Regions from separate parts of the Mus musculus genome. Here all the other regions are linked to region 3. A link is a contact called in public HiChIP or PLAC-seq data. All regions are on one chromosome and are shown on one strand. The core of a region is the stretch at or near the end of the contact, and the rest is flanking DNA. Distances in the headings are between cores, read along the strand shown. Region 1 overlaps Tiparp (TCDD-inducible poly(ADP-ribose) polymerase). Region 2 overlaps Ssr3 (signal sequence receptor, gamma). Region 3 overlaps Lekr1 (leucine, glutamate and lysine rich 1).

Evidence for each region. HiChIP or PLAC-seq counts read pairs in DNA pulled down with a chosen protein or histone mark.
Region 1: an H3K4me3 HiChIP or PLAC-seq map of bone marrow-derived macrophages shows a contact between it and region 3, with 3 times the contacts expected there. The contact joins two enhancer-like sites. A contact is called at or near these places in 1 of 115 datasets of contacts at active chromatin or transcription factors (bone marrow-derived macrophages) and 1 of 9 other capture datasets (embryonic stem cells).
Region 2: a contact with region 3 is called in an H3K4me3 HiChIP or PLAC-seq map of bone marrow-derived macrophages, with 4 times the contacts expected there. The contact joins two enhancer-like sites. A contact is called at or near these places in 10 of 39 promoter capture datasets (the 3T3-L1 cell line, the C10 cell line, cranial neural crest and 6 more), 1 of 484 Hi-C or Micro-C datasets (uterus), 4 of 115 datasets of contacts at active chromatin or transcription factors (bone marrow-derived macrophages, heart atrium, large pre-B cells and 1 more) and 1 of 9 other capture datasets (pancreatic islet).

What each region holds. Positions count from the first base shown.
Region 1 is chr3:65,547,749-65,551,934 of GRCm38.p6, reverse strand. All of the region lies in intron 4 of Tiparp (TCDD-inducible poly(ADP-ribose) polymerase), which reads right to left. Among named protein-coding and RNA genes, the nearest start is that of 4931440P22Rik, 20 kb to the right of the region's middle. Within about 2 kb of position 2,019, at least 7 of the 459 cell types and tissues checked have an H3K27ac peak or open chromatin away from gene starts, as enhancers often do. A contact at or near this core is called in bone marrow-derived macrophages, where this site is marked.
Region 2 is chr3:65,379,180-65,383,635 of GRCm38.p6, reverse strand. Ssr3 (signal sequence receptor, gamma) reads left to right here. Exons shown (of 5, transcript NM_026155.3): 4 at 513-644; 5 at 1,602-3,979. The coding sequence ends at 1,668. Among named protein-coding and RNA genes, the nearest start is that of Ssr3, 11 kb to the left of the region's middle. Within about 2 kb of position 2,950, at least 23 of the 459 cell types and tissues checked have an H3K27ac peak or open chromatin away from gene starts, as enhancers often do. A contact at or near this core is called in bone marrow-derived macrophages, where this site is marked.
Region 3 is chr3:65,817,513-65,822,077 of GRCm38.p6, reverse strand. It overlaps Lekr1 (leucine, glutamate and lysine rich 1), which reads right to left. Exons shown (of 13, transcript NM_001166659.1): 12 at 1,985-2,284. Among named protein-coding and RNA genes, the nearest start is that of Gm25755, 48 kb to the right of the region's middle. Within about 2 kb of position 1,652, at least 31 of the 459 cell types and tissues checked have an H3K27ac peak or open chromatin away from gene starts, as enhancers often do. A contact at or near this core is called in bone marrow-derived macrophages, where this site is marked.

The sequences.
Region 1 (4,186 bases), core at 770-3,269, 270 kb after region 3:
TTACTTTCTATATAAAAAGTAACAAAAGTCATGAAGCAGGCATTCACTTTCTAATACTAAAATTAAAACAATCACTAAATATTATTCCAGTTTTACAATTTTAGATGTAATTAAGATGAAACTGGGGAGCCTTTAATCCCAGCACTCCGGAGGCAGAGGCAGGTGGATTTCTGAGTTCAAGGCCAGCCTGGTCTACAAAGTGAGTTCCAGGACAGCCAGGGCTACACAGAGAAACCCTGTCTCAAAAAAAAAAAAAAAAAAAAAAAAAAAAAGAAAAGAAACTGGGGGCCTATTAAGGGTAGATGGGCTCAAGTAAAAAAGTGATGACCTATGATACTTAATGCACTGGATTCAATCTCCGGGCCCCTCCCCCAAATAGAGCAGATTCCAGAGGGTGCACAATTCAATCTTTAAATTCAACTTTGTTACTTTCAAAGATGAATTACATAAATAATAGGTTTACTTTTTCCTGTCTGGTTCATATATTTAAATCATACTTTTTAGCTTTTTCAAAACAAGGAAAAGGGAAGAAGCAAAGAATCAGGAAATCCTGACCCTGAGACCTAGTTTCAGTGTCAGGGTATTGTAACACTCGCTCATCAGTACATGGTGGTCACAAGGAAGGAGTAATGCCTGCCAAGTGGATTTGGAAATTGACATTTTCAAAAGAGTTTTGTGACCCAGAGGTTATAGTTGTATATGAACATTCGTCTCTAAAGTACATATCACCGCTGTCATTAGTCGCCCACTGAGCACACACTATATATTTCATTCACAATGTCCCTGCCACACGAACTGCAATATGGTTTGATTATCCCCCTCCTCAAATAAACAAACAGTTCAGAGTAGTTAATGATTCTGTCCTGATATAGCAGACATATTTTAAAATCCAGGCTTATTTCTTTCCACTTCCACATTTCACAATTTACAATAAAATAAAGCTACTAATATGGTAGATCCAGGCTGATTTGTCTGACTCTTAGCACTGTTACTGGTATTGCCACTACTCCTTAGTAAGAAGATGGCTTATTAAGTTAATGCTATAGAAACACAATTGCCCTCTCTAATCCCTGACAGCTTCATGTAAGTAGCTGTGCCTTCAATTCAATGCTCCCCAAAGCCCTTTTGTAAGACAAAGCTCTAAGTGAGTGGACTTAGGACCCCTACCACCCTCATCTGAAATTCAGGGGCAGATTTAAGTAGTCCCTCCGTCTATTACAACAAAAGACTCATATTTCTTGTGTTTTGGATCATTTTCTGAGAGCTGACAAATTCCTTTGGAGACTTGGCACAGGTTTATTTTCCTGTTAAAATGTTTTTCACTGGTATGCTTTTCTAAAGAGACGCTCCACTGCTTTAATCAGTCTCAAAAAACTCTGGCTCTTCTTAAAGTATCATCACTGTTCTGAACAAATTACAGAAGAGCCTCCATTTAGCCCCTAACTCCTACCCTGATTTGCCAAGGTAGGTACTAGCCTACCTGGCTTTCCATTACTGTTAGGGTTTGACATTTCCAACAAGGTAAGACTCTTCCCCAACATTCTACTAAGACTTATTTGTTATTTACATCTGGCATTCAGAATGGGTTTCATTATGTTATAGTTGCCTATGATGGTTCATCTTACAGGATTCAGAATAACACAGGAAATAAACCTTTTTGCATTCTGTAAAGATGTTCCCATGGCTGGTCTGAGTCTCAAGACTGAATAAAAAGAAAGACAGCAAACATTCTTTTCTTTATTTTCTGGCTGTAGATGTAACACGAGCAGCTATCTCACATAGCTTCTATCATAACTTCCCTGCCACGATCAACTGTACCTTAAACCAAGAGCCACAACAGACTGTTCCTTCCTTAAGTTTTGCTTTTGTCAGGTTTTTTGTTAAAGCAACGAGAGAAGTAAATAATTCACATGTATGCCTTTGTACTTTGTTCATTCCGTGTCTGTTTACTGTCCCCCATCCTCCTCCTAGACTTCCTGTTCCACTTTCATGCCTGTCTTACAGATATATTGCTTAATCTGATCCTATAGAAGACAAAACATGCAATAACTGTTTGTGTGACGCTGGCTTATTTCCTTTAATATGAGCTCCAGGACTATCCATTTCCTTTCAAAAGACTTTCTTTTCCTTTGTGGACGAGTAAAACCAAGCATACATATAACACATTTTTCTCTGTTGATGAGCATGTAGGATGATTATTTATTAGTGCAACAATAAGCACAAATATGCAGATATTCTAAATTCCCTACATGGATAACACCGACTCCCACATATACATACTTTCATCAGGCTAATATTCTAACTTTACTGAAACATATACAAAGGCATGTATCATGATGGACTTTTATACTTATACTTGCCATTTTAAAGTATGTATGTATGTGTTCTAAGCAATGTTAAAATGTACCACTATTTTCTGAGAACACTGTTTCTATTCACCTTATAGTATCACAATAGTATACTTGTTTATAGCTTTTCAGATTCCAACCTTATTATCCTTGCCTCCCCTTTACCATTTTGAAATGTTTCCTAAACCAATTTCAGTATTGAAATAAAATTGGATTAATTTTATCCCTCTAGGGAAAGAGTCAAAGAAACTATGTTTGGCATTCTTATAACCATGAGACGGTTACATGAAATAGATATCCTTTCAGCTCTGAGACACAGCCCCTCAAGCCCCTGAATTTGATTTGTTGCTTATGCTACTTCAGCTCAGGTATTCTAGGGATATTAAAGAACAGGATTCCTTTTATCAGTATCAGAAACACTCTTTATACAATGGAATTTGCTGGAATTGTATGACCCACATCTCTTGTTTCCTTTGGTTCTTTGAATTTAATAGTTAAATGGAAAACACGAAGCATTCTCTGTAGCTAAGATCATGACCTGTGAAATCTGCTTTTGGAACCAATGCCCTTTGTTCCTTATCCCTATTAGGAGGGAATGTCCTGTAGCTGTAGACCAGAGAGCAGATAGGATGCTGTATTTAACATTTCACCCTGTCAATTTATTTTGTGCTTTTCTTCTTCAAACATCTCCCTATTCTCACTGATTTGCTGATCTCTCATTTTAGACCTGTATTATCACTGTTTCAGACAGGAAGACTAAAACAATTTTTGAAAAGAAAAAGCAAATAATTATTTTCTTTTGTTGTAATTCTTCATTCTATATCATATTTATGCTTATATTATTTTTATATTTTATACTTTTAAAATGAGTATACGTTTTTTTAAAGGCATAATCTCTTAAAGTATTTCTTTTCACTATTTAAAACTTTTCCAACAATGCAGCATTTGAAAAAGGAATTTTATCCTTCCAAAGGAGCCACATCTTGCTTCTGTTAGCTCAGCATGCCAAGCTGCTGGTCTCACTAATGAGTTCTACTGTCTCATCAGGAGGACAGCATGTTCCTAACTACTGGATGGAGACACTAGCTCCAGCTGTGCGAGTGAAATCCCAGCAATTGCGTTTTTTATTACTTCTAATTAAAGAAAGAAAAACTAAGGTAACAATTTCATTTTCACATATGAACTTGGAAGAAAACACAAGCCAATATATTTCTAAAATTGACCTTATTACAAAATGATTTTGAATTTTAATTCTGAGAGATTCTTCTTATTTTCAAGTTTTGTGTCCTTGTTTTAAGACAGGGTCTTCCTTGGTTTCCCCAACTGGTCTGCAATTTGGTATGTATCCCAGGCTGGCTTAAAACTTGAGGCCTCCTACTTTTATCACCTATCTTGTTTTTATAATGGTCTTATTTAACCCCAGACCTAAATTCTTTAAGAGTTTGCCATGAATGACTCAAAATAAAAACAGTAGGAATATGAAAACTGCATTTTATTTTAAGGATCAGAATGGACCAACTGACACTAAGTTTAGTATCACCTTCAAAACCAAATTCTAATAATGGTATATCTGGCCCTAAAGTAAACTTGTAATTTGGAAAAAGTCCCCTTATAAGAAGCAAGCTCTGCTTAATCCAAATACAAGTTACTTAAGTTATATAAATATGTTAACTGTACCCTGTTTTTTCAGTTCAAAAAGCCAAGATAGAACTCATGCTTTTAGGACTGGGTGAATAGTAGTTATCTGAACTCGATTTACTTAAGAATTAAATGTAAGGAATGCACAATTTCACATTCCAGTAATAGTAACCAAGATAATTCTTTTAAATTTGGTATCC
Region 2 (4,456 bases), core at 1,701-4,200, 440 kb after region 3:
CTATGCCTCTAGAGAAGATAAAGTCAAAGAAGTCTATGTCATATCAACCATTGAGACCAAGTTTTAAGTGCAGCTCTAACTAAGGGCATCAACCTTTTGATGTGTACGTGATATGACATCATCCATAAATAGGCTACATCTGTAGCAGCCCTGGGACACATATAGCTGGTCCACAGGCCTCAGGTTGGATAGTCCCTTTTCTGGGACTCTTAAACAAAGATGCCTGTTTTAGGAGCTTACAAAATGATGTCAGTTGCAGTTAGTATCAGTCCCCTCTACTGAAGCCTTGGCTGTTTGGAGAAATGGTAACACACCCAGTAACTGTTAATTTAGCATCAATAAGAAAAACAGAATTCAGTAGAAAAAAGGAGATAATTTGCTCTAAATTTAATAAATGAAAATGCATTTTCACCCTTGAACACAAAGAAAGGTTTGTTTTTTAGTGAATGAGAACCATTTGGTATGTCAAGGTTTTGGTCATGTTTATAAACTTACTTGACTTGTATCTCTAGAATCCTGTGGAAGAAGAATGAAGTTGCTGATTATGAAGCTACAACATTCTCCATCTTCTATAACAACACTCTGTTCCTGGTTCTGGTTATTGTTGCTTCCTTCTTTATACTGAAGAACTTCAACCCCACAGTGTATCCTTTAGAAAGTTTTCCTATAAACAGTAGTTTGTTGTGTTTTTAAGCTATCTGGTATGCTTGTGGAAACAGAAACTTACCAGACTCAGTTAAATAACATTAACTATATGTAGGTGTCTGTGGACTTAGAGCTTAAGAGTTTCTGGCTTGACTTAGTGTTTTTTAAATCTATAAATTGTAGTTTTATGGTAAATAGTGTGTTATAAAGCAATGTTACACTGTCTGACTTCGTCTACCTTCCTGTCTACAAGGAGTCAAAGTCAGAGTAAATGTGCTGTCTTCACTGGTTCTGTCATTTATGCTGGCTTTGGGGGTTAGGTGATAGTCAGGGTAGTTACAAATGCACAGTTTATAATATCTTCATAGTGTTCAAGATGCTTTTAAATTGAACTTTGGCCAAGAGTTATTTGTTTTTTTATTAAAGTAATTTTTTTTTATCAAAGGTATTATCCAGAAAAGCACAGCCAGACTTTTTAATAATCAGAGCTTATGGTGTAATGAAATATCAGACACTTTCCAACTCATCTTTTGGGAATACTGGTGGACCTTGCCAGAGTGCCCCCAACATGGTTTGCTCAGTCTCTAAGTAGCCAGGAACCTTCAGAACCTCCTTGCCTTATAGGCTGACTGGTAGCAGCACGCTGATTGACTAGAGGTTTCCCCTTTACTATTTTGCTTGTCTGCATGCTCTTTGACCAGTTCTTCCATGAGGGTTACATGGAACTAGGATGTGTTCTTTGTTATTATTTGTTTTAAGTTTGTCCCAAGTGTCTTTTCAGTATTGAAGCATATTGCTTGTAGGTATTTTGTCATGTTTATAGCCTCCCATGCTGTAGATTGTGTTTACTGACAGTCCAACTACATCTACATATTTGTGTCAATAAGGAAAAGTCTTATTGTTAAAAACCTAATTTAGGGGGTCTCATTTTTTTTCCTTAACATTAAATCTTACAGAAACTACATTTTGTCCATAAGTGCTTCATCTGGACTCATCGCCCTCTTGTCTACTGGCTCCAAATAGACCATGTAGCTTGGCCCTCTGCCTTTGTATCTCGGGGTGGCCTGTGGTATATGGGAAAGCATCAGGGTGGCCAGGTTGGGAGACACATAAGTTGTTTTTATAGTCTGGAGCTTCAGGGTTTAAAAATGCAGTAGAATGTAATTCAGTGTTTGTTTATTGGCTGTTTTTGACAGATTGCTGAAATTAAATGAATTGAAAGGGAAACTCAGAGTACCAGGGCATTTTATTAAAAGGCAAGGAGTCTTGCAATGTGCTGTAATCACGAGGAGAAAATAACTTGTTTCCTACATCTGTCAGAGGTCATGGTAACCTGGACTGAGCTGTTATTATTTATAATAGGAGGAAGAAGTTAATAACTGGTTCTCTGTGTTCCAAGCACAATATTACAACTTTTCGAACTGTAAATCTTAGAGTGAATCCTCTTCCTAAGGAATTAAACAGAAGCCTCATTTTCTTTTTAACAAGGCTTCAAATTTGTAATTTATAATAACTCAAAGTTAATTGTAAATTACAGGGCCTCTCCAATTTGAGGGAGGGAAACTTGCAGAATCTTTTTTTTTTTTTTTTTAAAAGAAAGGCAGCCAAGGTAGTTACCTAAAAATAGTACCCAGGCCTATGAGTGTTGGCCTGTGAGGCCAAAGCACACACTGTTCAGCTGTATGGCTTTGGCCCTGGGTGGCCGGGAGGTCAGCTTGACCCTGCCATGTTGGTTTGATGTGCGAAGTCACTGGGATCATTGTGTCTATGACCAGGCTTTCGCACCACAGGCAGAATATTAAGTGAGAGAGTATTTCTACTGTGATTATTGACACATGAGAGACCAAAAGAATTTTTGTGAACGTAACCCTGGAATTCTTTGGGCTCTCCAAAGAATTTACAGTGGTTTAAAATGGTTGTCAGCATTTTTCCATGAGGACTTTAATAAACTTAGCCCCGTTTGCTCAAGGTTCCTTTTAATTGTGAAGTGCTGATCACATACATTTTTGGGGGGGTCTAGCAAAGAGTAGCCTCATGTTGTGTGGTCATAACCCCCACCCCCCCATGTCTTTTCCCCACTCATTATGTACAGATTCTGATTTTGTATGCAATGACTTCACAGTTTGCAAAGTGCAGCACTATGATCACTGATTTCATATTCCTATTTGCCGTTCACCACACCCAAGAACTTTCTGTAAAGGGAAATATTACTAATATCTAGTTTCTGCTTGTAAACTTAAGAGGAACATATGACTCTATTTTTAACTTTAAAGATATTTACAAGGAGTAGAGCTGTTTCTGTGCTGGTAGATGTTTCTGTGGTCTGTGCTACTTAGGGAACTCAAGAGGAGTGCACTTGTATAGTCATGTTACTCCTTACTGTCTGCCTGGAGAATCATTTTATCTCCAAGTGTTCAGTTCTTTTCAGTGATACATTGTTACCTGAGTGTCATTTCCAGGTAATGTGGAATGAATGGGGAAATGAGAAGGGATTCAAAGCAAAGTACATTTCAGTAACACATATGAGGTAGGCTGTTTTGTTGTTTTATTTTAATCAGTATTTGGCTGGTAAAATGATAATTTGATAAACCATCATGTTACCAAAGCTAAACCAAACTCCTTCTAAGTGACTGCTGTGAACTTGCCACTAGGTGGCGGTGCCTGTGTAGCTGGGGAGAAAGTCACCACCTTTATCTTTATCTGACAGTATGGTCAGAAGCTCAAGAAATCGGGATGTCAGCCTCAAATTTTTAATTTTAAGTAGTAACCAAAAGTTTGTTGGGAGAGTGATTATGCAGTTTTCTTCTGTCTTGACTGTTTCCTGCGACTGTCTTTGTTTTTAACTCTGAACATGTTCTCTAACTCTGTGCTACCACATTTCTGTGTGTGAAGTCATGCAGCCAGTGTATCAGCCCTTTGTACTTAGAAGTGTGGCCCCTCCTCTCTAGCCTCTTCTCCACCATTGAACATTGCACATAGGATTACGAAGTGTTCAGTAAGACAGTGAAATCTGTGGCAGGCAGAGTTTGTACCATAAAAAGACCCCATACATCACACCAGTAAAATAGGACATTCAGAGTGCTCACATTCTTTCCTTTCTCATATGTGTGATAGGTAGACTCTTAGTGTTAAGAATTTTTATTTCACGATTTACTCATTTATAACTTAATAGAAGTCTTGGATTAAATATACAACTTGTACTGTTTGATATATTGTTTTAATTTGGAAAGGATAATTTGAAGTTAACTGAAATGATGGAAGTGGAATTTATACTCTGCATTTTAAAAAAAGTCTTGTTATTAATAAGTATGATTAAACTTTGTTTTTAAAAATGTGTTTTGTTTTTCTGTAATTCTTTATGTGAACCATAAGAGTATTTATTACACACTTTATATTAGACCTCTTTCCTACACGTGTAAGTGCCCTGTTGAAGTCTCTGGCCAGATGTCTGAGACAGTGACAGGCGTAGCACAGTTACAGGAAGGAACAGTCCGTCCCTGCCCTAGTGTGCTGCTGTGTGCCTGCTGGGCCTTCCTACCAGGCATTATGTTAGGAAGGATTTGTATGAATGTACACGTGTGCATGTATGAAGAATACCAGCATATCGTTTATTTCCCACCTATTTTGAAGTCTTAGGGTAGTTAATAGGAGATTGGGCGGGTCTTTCATTTTATTTAATTTTAATTTTATATTATTGTGCGGGTAGATACTCGGACACATGCACAATAGCTGAGGTAGAGAAAATTGGGGTAGCAGGGCAAGTGTGTCATCATGTATACATGAAGATCAGAGACTATTTCGTGGAGTAGGT
Region 3 (4,565 bases), core at 403-2,902:
GGCTTCAGACTTGCTAGTCCAGTGACTTGGCCTTTCTCTCCCTTCGCCCACTGTTGTCCGTGGGAGTGTTAGTATGGACCCAGTAGAAGTGAGTGAGCAGCTCCTCTTTCCTCAGTTTCTCCAGTGTGCTCCTCTCCCGCCTGGCCTGAGCTGCTGTCCCTCACAAGCACTGGCTGCCCTCTGGGGCCCCTCCTCCCCAGCCCAGGCTGGCTTGGGTTTACTCTTTTCTGTTTGTTGGTTTTGGTTTTGTTCGCTTTTAGAGTAAAAGTAAGTGATCTTGACTAGGAGATATTATGGGCTAAGCCTGAGGTTGCCCTGAAATTTAGAATCAAAAAGTCTTCCTGGGCCGGGCGGTGGTGGTCCACGCCTTTAATCCCAGCACTTGGGAGTCAGAGTCAGGCAGATTTCTGAGTTCGAGGCCAGCCTGGTCTACAAAGTGAGTTCCAGGACAGCCAGGGCTACACAGAGAGAAACCCTGTCTTAAACAAAATAATAAAAAAAATAAAATAAAATTTAAAAAGTCTTCCTGGAATAGGAATCTTTGTCCCTCTGCGACTCGAGTCTGAGTCCCGCCTCTCTCACTGTGTGAGCCTGTGACACTCTCCAAGCTTGTTTGTTAGCGTCTCACCTGTGACACATAAGTAAGGCTACATCTAAAGGTAGACACTGTTCTTATTTAGCGCTTTGTCTACCCCATACTTCACATTTATCGTGATATAAGCTCTCAGTTTTGGTTGGCAATTTAAATATAGCAAAAACATAGTGTTTATTATTAATAAACAATATTATTGCTAGCACTTTTTATTTGCTTCTTTATTAACGTGCCAATATGGCAGACAGAAATCTTATTTCTCACTAACATTCAAAACCGTCCATTCTTCCTTATATGCTATATCGCTATTATGGGATCAAGTATTACGATCAATTGTTACACTATTTCTAGCATGTTTACCAATTCATCATAAATAAGCCAGAGATAAAAATTTCTCAATAGAAATAAGCCTACTTCACAACAAGAAAACACTACTGATATAACTGTGCATATGTAAGGCAGAAGACGAAAGCATGTAAGTTGCTTTACAAGTCAGGTTGACAGAGCTGTAAAACATGAGACTCAAATTATCTTTACATTGTCCACATTTTTTTGAATGTAAGCAACATGTGCCCTGACGCTTTCTTTGGTGAGGATTTACTATTAAAGCAAGTGAGATCTAATTGGAAGACTTCTAGGTGTGGAGCTTTTAAGGGATTATTTGCTGCACAGAACTGGTTTCTAGAAAGGGCTCAGCCAAAAATGGGACATCAATATCACACCAATCCCCCCAGGGTCCATGGAACATGGTGGAAGAGGGAACAGAAAGAGTCTAAGAAATAGGGTTGGGTATTCTCTAGGACACGACAAGACCCTTGTACTTCTGAACTCTGTAGAGGCTGAGACTGTATATATAAGAGCCACATAGGATCAGGCCAGCCAGGGTCCAGCTTGGAGCAGGAGGGGCACGTGAGCCTCCCACCCCTAGTTGAGAAGCAGTGCTGACAACTGGTAGCTACTAGGGGAAAGACAGTCAGCTTTTCTTTAGGGTGTGGCCCCTGGTAGATGGACCAGGCCCCAGTATATGGCTGCACACTCATGGATACACGGGACTGTTATTAAACAAAACAAAACACTGGACGTCAGGTTGGGAAGAGGGCGTAGGGGGATTCCATAGTTGAGAGAAGGGAAGGGATGTGTATGAATATGACTAACAGAGATACACAGTATGTATGCATGAGATTCTCAAAGAATAAATGATACTTAAGAAGAGAACTGTCCTATGAAGCCAAGGGATGCCTGGGAGCCAGGCTGTGACTCTCTTCTTGACCTCCAACTGCCTGTCACATTTGCATTTGTCTGTCTGTCTGTCTGTCTGCGTACCTGCCTGCCTGCCTGCCTGCCTGCTTTTTAACTGGCCATGGTCCTCACTGGGGGCTCTCTGCTTCCTACCTCTTCCTGTGACTGGCTGAACTGCTGCAGCAGCTGTGTCTGGGCCAGCCTTACTCTTTCCAGCTCGTCTGACTTCTGTTTCATTTCCTTCTTCAACTCTTCGGAAATTGAATCATCACGGCCAGTTTCCTGTTTCAAACGACACTGGAATTCTGCTACCAGATTTTTCAGGTCTTCAATTTCTTTTTTCTTCGATTCAGACTCTTCTGTGTATTGTGCATGGGATTCATGCAGTTTTTCTTGGAGAGAGGCCACTTCCAGCCTCAGGTCCTTTGTAGCATCTGCGATTAGGTCACCTATCTATAAGATAAGTCTCACGTTAGTATACAGACAAGTGTGCTGTTAAGTTTCTTCTAATAAACCAGTGTGCTTGTATCCCATGTCATATATAGGCCTTCAGATAGTTTTAAGTCAACACAGAGTTTTATTTATTTTCCTAAAATGGTATCCTATTAACTACTTGGGCACCTTTGGAAATATTTAAATCTCTGTGATTGAATCCAGCTGCCAAAAGTAACTCAAGTTTTCACAAACAGATGGGAGAGGGCATGGCTGGGCTCTGGAACCTCCAGGTGCCTGACTGGTTTTTGGAGACACAGAAAGAGAACACCACAGTTGTGTCCCATTCACACCAGAACACCAAGTTCGCCTGGGACATATTTTTTCTTTCTTATATATAGATAGATGTACCCCAGACACTAGCTTAGTCTTCTATAGCTGCACTCTCCCACGTCTTGTGATCATAGAAATTCTGTACTGTTCTAAATGTAATGACAGTGGGGTGCCAGTAAATGTTTAAAAATACCCTCCCCTCACCCCCATCTCTCTCAGGTCAACTTTGTATCTAATTTTAACAGTGAAATGCCTTTACCACTATGGCTGATCTGTCACAACTGGTGACTTAGCTGGGATGAGCATTGCAGGCTCTGGAAAGCCAGGACTGGCTACAGAGCATTGGCAATTGAACCACTATGTTGGAAGAAGTATCACATTTGAGTGAACTGAACTGAAAGACAAGTGGCCACTCTGGTGTCATTATGGCGGTTCTAGAAAATGCCAGGACACGGCGCAAAGGTATCGCCTCTCACCTTACACAAGAACATGAGACAATAATTCAGGGGACTTTCTGCCCAAATCATCCCTTTGGAATGGAAAAGACTTTTTCTCCTTAGAAAAGAGAAAATTTATCTTGGTGGCTCATGCCTGAAATCCTAAGCAAGGCAAGAGAGCCACTGTGGGTCTACCGGCAGCCACAGCTTTCTGGGGAGTGACAGATCAGTGTGAGCTATTGGGTTATAAACTGAAAAGGGGAACAAACCATCGGCAAGCAAACAGCAGCAGAACACAAGAGCAGCCTTGCAGAAGCTCATCTAAGGTCCCTCCTTATACTCCAGTAGCAAACGAGCCATGGAAATCTGGAAATGGCACAGAGAGAGCTCCCAGAGCTCGCTGGACCACTGCTTCAAAGCAGTATGCATCTAAAATGTGTTTCAAATGTTAAATTTACATAAGGAATAACTTTGGGAGGAAATCTATTCACCACCATGAGTCATTTCAGAAATTAATATTCTACTATTTTCAACTAATCCAGAAGAAGGAAGAGAGGGTCACTTGGGTCTAAACAATGGTTTCCTTCTACCCCCACCCCCAGCAGAAGTGACAAAGACACAGAGTAAGCTGTCCTTTTGACAGGCGCTTCACAGGGCCACAAAGATATAAGTTTGGATTTTAAAAATAGGAGTCAACATTTAAAAATCAGACTTCACCTAAAAAACTTGAATTTAGACCTTTTTTAAGTAATGGAATTATTTTGTTTGCATTTCTCTGCCCACGAAGTTCCAAACTACTCAGGACAACTGTAGTCATGAGCTGAAGGGAGGAAGGAATGGCCACTCTGGGAGCCTTTGGTGCCAGGAGCTCTGCGGGAAGATGTGAGGACCTGTCCCAGACAGACCAGACCATCAGGGGGGCGGTGGCACCAAGTTCCCAGCATACACTTCATTCTTTTAATAGAAATTCACTTTAGAAATTCACAAATTCAAAGATGAAATCATCAAGAATTTCAGGACAGAACACCTGCAGAGCCCTCTGGGAGTGGCCAGGTACCAAGGGGCTGGACTCTGGGGTGGCTAAACTCTCCATCTTCACACAGAAACAGAGGCCCTTGGGCTGCTGGACGCTTAATTAGATTTCTTTATTACGTGTACCATGTGCTGCCTAAGGTCAGAGTCTACGGGCCTGGAGTTGTAGGGTGTTGTGAGCCCTCATGGAGGTACTTGAGTTTGAACCTCAGTCCTCTGTCACAATAAATGCTCTTACTGCAGAACTCACTCTCTCTAGCCCCTAACATGGATTTTTAAAACAGGTTAAAAAATAAAAATTATTATCTTAGTGACATTTATCTGTGTGTGTGTGTGTGTGTGTGTGTGTGTGTGTGTGTGTGCAGGAACTTATATGTCATGGTGTATATGGAGACATCAGAGAATACCATGTAGAAGCTGGTTCCCTAATTGCACCATGGGGTCTCAGGAGTTGATTTCATGTTTTTAATAGTGGCAAGTGCCTTCACCTGCTGAGCCCT